Regions from separate parts of the Nothobranchius furzeri genome. Here region 2 is linked to region 1. The links are chromatin contacts, called in public Micro-C maps. All regions are on one chromosome and are shown on one strand. The core of a region is the stretch at or near the end of the contact, and the rest is flanking DNA. Distances in the headings are between cores, read along the strand shown. Region 1 overlaps srebf1 (sterol regulatory element binding transcription factor 1). Region 2 holds the start of LOC107376557 (target of myb1 like 2 membrane trafficking protein).

Region 1 (2,700 bases), core at 150-2,649:
ATCACGAGGCAACCCGCTCTACCTCCTGAGCTACTGCAGCCTCATGTTTCAACTTTGAGGCATGAAAAAATGTTTAACCCTCCCACTGTCCTAATGGGTGACCCCACGAGGAAAGTTGACCATTGAGCAGGGTTGATGGTTTATCCCTTGAGGTCCATGTGGCAGGGGTGAGGTGGTGCTCACTCCTCATTGAGGAGGACCGTGGGAGGGTTAAGCTAATTGTTTTCCAAATTTGCCGTTGCAGCTATAGGCTGGCAGGTTCTGTTTTTATTTGTCATATCTTCTAGTAAAAACACTGTAGAAACATCTAAATTCGTGTGTTGCTACCAGAAGCTCTCGCTGTTCACTTTTACAATTCAGTCTGCGCCTGCCAGTCGATGTCACCAGAAAGTAAGCAACACAGGTGTTTGGTTACCATGACAACTCTAACGATTCACTGGAAGAATTTTCAACTTTTTTTCTCTGTTGAAAAGACACTAATTACATTAATTAAACAATGAAACTGAAACATAGTCCTTTATAAATATATTTTTGTACGTCACCAAAACCTTGAACATACTTTTATTTCTCTTTTGGCATCAACACACATTACCAATAAAAATAAAAGCATTACAGTAGAACCTCTTTACAAAATGATTTCATATTTACATGATAGGGATGAAACCGAGTAACAAGAGACAAGAACAATGAGTTACAGGAAATGTACTTTAAGACAGTGGCAGCTCCACGGTTCGCACAAATCATGTTAGTGAACGGTTATAAATATTTTTACAATCCATAAAAAAAATGTGGTTCTCGAAGAACAAGAAACTGTAACGGCTTAAAGATCTAACAGGGCATCGTTTAGTACTTTCAGAGGTGTTAAAGACGAATGCTCCTTCTTTAGATATCATAGTTGGATCAACACCCAAACGCTGAGAGCCTAATAATCTGATGATGTCACAGTTTTGACATGTATTTGATACAATACTGTAATGCTGTCTAAGAATACCAGAGAGCTGCTTATCAAAACTATCTGCCAAATCAAAGTTCTGTCAGATTATAAATACATTAGAAAATATGTACAAGGCAAAACAAATACACAATCTCTATGAAAATACCTTCATAAAGCCATATTGTCATTATTTTAGCTCATTAAAAGCAGCCATACAGGCGTAGTGCAGACAAAGCAAGGGGATCATTAGTCTTTTCTTTCAGATTTAAATCCTGTGCAGCGGATGGCTACTACAACCAGCTCCAAAAGCCGATCCTGAACAAAAGTTTGGTTGTTTTTCTCCCACAGATAAAGAGACGCTGCACCCTGTAGACAACAGAGCAGCCAGACACACACACACACACACACACCGAGGCTCGGTGGGAGGTGGAGCTCTGTGAAGGACTGCAGGGCAAACATCTCTTTGCTGCGTCATCATCCACCTCAGGGATAAGTTGGCTCCTCCTTGTGGTCAATGTGTGACAGTGAAGCACCCAACAGAGCGAAGACTGTAAGTGCATTCTGGTGTGTGGGTCACGCCAGCCTGTGGAAGGGATCCAAATAAAAACAGCTGGTTTTGTTTAGGTCTGTGTGCGCTTTCATTTAGAGCGGATGATTCTACAGGACATGCGAGTCCCAGCCTTCCCTTTGCTCTAGGTGTTGGTGACGGTGGTGCCACTGCCCAGTTTGATGATCATCTGCTGGCAGTCGTGAAGGGTCCTCTTGTCTCCCAGCTTCTCCAGGGTGCGTGCTGCGTCAGCCAGCATGCCCACCCGTTGGCCCGGAGCTGACAGAAAGGAGGGAGGAAGGTAGCGACACGCCAGCATCACAGCCTCAGCCTGCTCCCTCTGGCCGGGCCGCGCCTCGCACTCTTCTGCAACGCAAACAAAAAACACTCCATCAGAAGCTTCTCTTGTACACACAGGTTCTGTTTATTCTTGAGCAAGCAGACAAAATCAGCCTGATATAACAAAAAAAAAGCTTCAAATGGCAAATCGTCACCTGTCTTGGCTCCTGGCGTTGTTCTGCGTCGCAGCGAGCGATCCAGAAGTTGGTGAGTTCTGGTGGGACTGGCCCCGGCCATCAGCCTGGCTGTGGCTTCATGAAGAAACAACTGGAAGGAGAGAAGAGCGGTGTGAGGAGGGGGGGTGGGGTGGGGGGGTGAGTGATGATGACTCACACCTAATGTTCAGCTCTTCCTCAGAGAGACTTAAAACGCTCTGAGTACACATCAGCCTCAGGGTGTGTGTGTGTGTGTGTGTGTGTGTGTGTGTGTGTGTGTGTGTGTGTGTGTGTGTGTGTGTGTGTGTGTGTGTGTGCGTGCGTGTGCGTGCGAGTGTGTGTGTGTGCGTGTGAAGAAGATTCTTTTTAGCTCTTCCAGCAGAAAGCTTCCTTTCATTTGTGCCTCTTACAGAGCCGAGTCTCGAGTCGTCCCTCGCCTATCCACCTGGTTTCTAAAGCTGATCTTTTTGAACTTCAGTACGAAATCTAAAAACGTCAAAGTTTGACCTACTCGTCTCATAGCTGGCCTGAAGCTCTGTGCCAGCTTGCGTAGAGAGCTGAGATCTTGCTGAAAGCCCTGAAGTTCTGGTGGAGATGCCTGGTGATGGCCGGCAGGGACACTAGTGCCCACTGGCACAGGTCCTGCAGGACCCGTAGGGCACGCCCCCTGCTGCTGCACACGCCAGATGTTTGTCCTCAAAACCAACAGCAGGTCACACACCAGC
Region 2 (2,700 bases), core at 156-2,655, 41 kb after region 1:
ATATTCTCTTAAACTCCATTGATTTTGAGTCTCGAGTGTAGATCTAGAAGAATTAAACCCTCTCCTTCAGTCACATCTCAAGTAAGCTCCTCAAGTGGATTGTTGTGTCACAGCAGGACAGTGACGAAAGGAGAGAGGAAGACAGAATCAAACAAACTGTAAAATGTGCAAGAATGGCCCCAAGTAATTAAAGCTGTGCAGACAAGTTAAAAGCAATAATTCATTATGGTGTGGCGTCACCTCCCTTCTAGATCCTGGTACACTGACACAACGGTGGTGATCACGTGGCTTTAATAGTGCCAAGCTGCACCAAGCACTTGCCAACAAAAGCTGCAAAGTCCCTCTCTGAGCCATCTCTCTTCATTATGGTCTTTCAAGCCTCATCCTTCCATTATTTAACTTGTCAGCACCACCGGTCGGCACCTGTGTTTTCTATAGTATTTAGTGACTTCCCTTCATCTACTTGTTTCAGTAAGTTAAACTCTTGTTAGTCATATTATGAAGCGTCTCCTTTCTTTAAGCCAGGTGAAATGATGACTTGTCCTCTCCGTTGAAGAGTACAAATTACTATCAGGGCAACAGAAATCTGATTAAATAAAGCCTCAGCCTGGAGAGGATGAACTGCAGAGATCTAGAGACAACTCTAGGAAATGCTGAAGACGAGCAATAACACTGTTACTGAAAGAAAAGTGAAAATAAAGTCAATTCAAAGCCTTTCTGATTATGGTTCATGTAAAAAAAATAGGTCGTTTCCATCATTTGCATAAATGATCGATCAGACACTGGTAACAACTGACCTAATCTAAGGTTGTGCTAACTGATGAAGTCACAACAAATGAATGTGTTAGACTCACACATGCTTTGTTTCATATCTGCTGGACAAGAACGTGAAGGTTTCTAGCTCAGGACAACAAGGCTGACCAAGGAATCTGGCCATCTATCGTTCAGGGACTGACAGCAACATTAGCGTAATCTCAGAGCCACACTTTTTATTTAAAAACACACACCCTGGAAAGTTTTAAGACAAACAAACGCATAGAGCTTTTGTGAGTGACTGTTAGCGGCGGACGAAAGTTATCTAGAGGTGCTAGCTAACACATTAGCTGGGAGCTCATTCCACGCAGATGACGTTTGCTAGAAAAGATGCCAGCCAGCTCGCTTTTTCCGCTCATACGAAGAGTACGTTTAAAAATATGCTCTAAAGAGAAAGCGCCACATAATTTGGCAAAACATTGACGAATGGCGTACCTATGCATTGGCCAACAGGAGTGCTGTAAGGATTTCCAAGTAAAAAGTCCATTTTGACAACAAACGATCCGCTTGGGAATGACAGGGGCTGAGGCCCAGAGGCCGCGGCGGTACCTGTAGGCCCCGCCTACACAAAGACCCTATTGGACGAAAAACGCAAAGCTTCAATTCAATTGGTTAAAATTATTGTCAGTCATAATTGGTATCCTAAAGCTCTGGTCAACAAAGTTTTCCAAGCTATATTAGAACAAAACGCGTTTTTCTCTACGAAATCTCATTTTGCTCCTTCTTTTTTTTAAATAATCCTTTCACCGGTTTAAAGTTAAACAATTTGCCAAAGCGTTAAAATTATGAAAATCAATTATTTTCGTAAATAAAACGACAAGAGAATCGTAATATTTTAGCGAGTACTGGTCTTTTAAAACATGTTAACTGAAATTAAATGTACATAAAGTCATTGTTGATAACTAAGTTTAGTTTTAAGTTGTGTTAATGTCGCAATCAAACCTACATAATAGTGGAACAGGTTGATGTTTTATTTTAACACTTTGTCTTAGACGTACCTGAACGCATCTGAAACGCTACTTGTTGCTAAGTAACAAGTAACAAGGCGTACTGTCCGTGTAATCCGTTGGTCTAAACGTTTATTTACCCACTATACCTATAAAAAAGAGCGGTGACTACGTTTTTTAGTTGTCAGTGGTGAGTATTATTGTTAAAATATTCGATTCTCACACAAGCTGGGGAAGCGCGGAGGGGAAAATGAAGGATCAGTACCTCGTTATTACGTATTAACAAGAAACTTTCTTGTAATAACGTGTTTAATATCTCGTAAGACGTTTCCGTATACGCTACTGTTAGAGCCAGTCCTTTACACATCGTCCAATATTTATGATAATTTTAACTGAACAAATTTAACTTAACACAATAACTTAGGGTGTAAATTAAAGCCCAGTGTGTGTTTATTTCCAAACAGGATAAACGTGATGAATTCACAGCCCACTCTGATGAACACGCGAATGCTGATGGATGCAACAAGGGATGAAGCCCTAAACATCAAGAAACTTTGTGGAGGCAAACAAACTGTTGACATGAGTGATATCAGTCAGTTACACTTGAACCTGAAAAGTGAGAACAGATCATTTGAATCGACTAATCGATCAATGCGAGGTGTTTGTGTCTGGTTATGTGTGAGCTGATTTGTTTACAGACATCCTGAAGATTGACATTCTACACGACTTCACATCTCTGGTCAAACTTGACCTGTTTCACAACCTGATAGAGAAGATCGAGGGCCTGGACAGCCTCTATAATCTCACCTGGCTCAGTGAGGAATCTTGTCATGAATGTGTGTACACTGGTAAGAATCTGATCAGTGGAATGCTCACGTTTAGATTCTTTCTTTTAGATCTGTCCTACAATAAAATCACAAAAATTGAAGGCCTGGATGGT

What was found. Hi-C and Micro-C count contacts between places; a contact is called where the count stands out from the background.
Region 2: a contact with region 1 is called in a Micro-C map of tail fin, with 3 times the contacts expected there. The contact joins the promoter of LOC107376557 here to the enhancer-like site in region 1. A contact is called at or near these places in 2 of 2 Hi-C or Micro-C datasets (skeletal muscle and tail fin).

What each region holds. Positions count from the first base shown.
Region 1 is chr12:55,483,557-55,486,256 of NfurGRZ-RIMD1, forward strand. srebf1 (sterol regulatory element binding transcription factor 1) reads right to left here. Exons shown (of 19, transcript XM_015945703.3): 17 at 2,487-2,700; 18 at 1,976-2,087; 19 at 546-1,847. The coding sequence ends at 1,627. Among protein-coding and RNA genes, the nearest start is that of srebf1, 19 kb to the right of the region's middle. Within about 2 kb of position 1,400, at least 2 of the 3 cell types and tissues checked have an H3K27ac peak or open chromatin away from gene starts, as enhancers often do. A contact at or near this core is called in tail fin, where this site is marked.
Region 2 is chr12:55,524,286-55,526,985 of NfurGRZ-RIMD1, forward strand. LOC107376557 (target of myb1 like 2 membrane trafficking protein) reads right to left here and starts at 1,406. Exons shown (of 14, transcript XM_070542721.1): 1 at 1,249-1,406. The coding sequence starts at 1,300. It overlaps drc3 (dynein regulatory complex subunit 3), which reads left to right. Exons shown (of 13, transcript XM_054750535.2): 1 at 1-471; 2 at 2,225-2,376; 3 at 2,459-2,575; 4 at 2,657-2,700. The coding sequence starts at 2,235.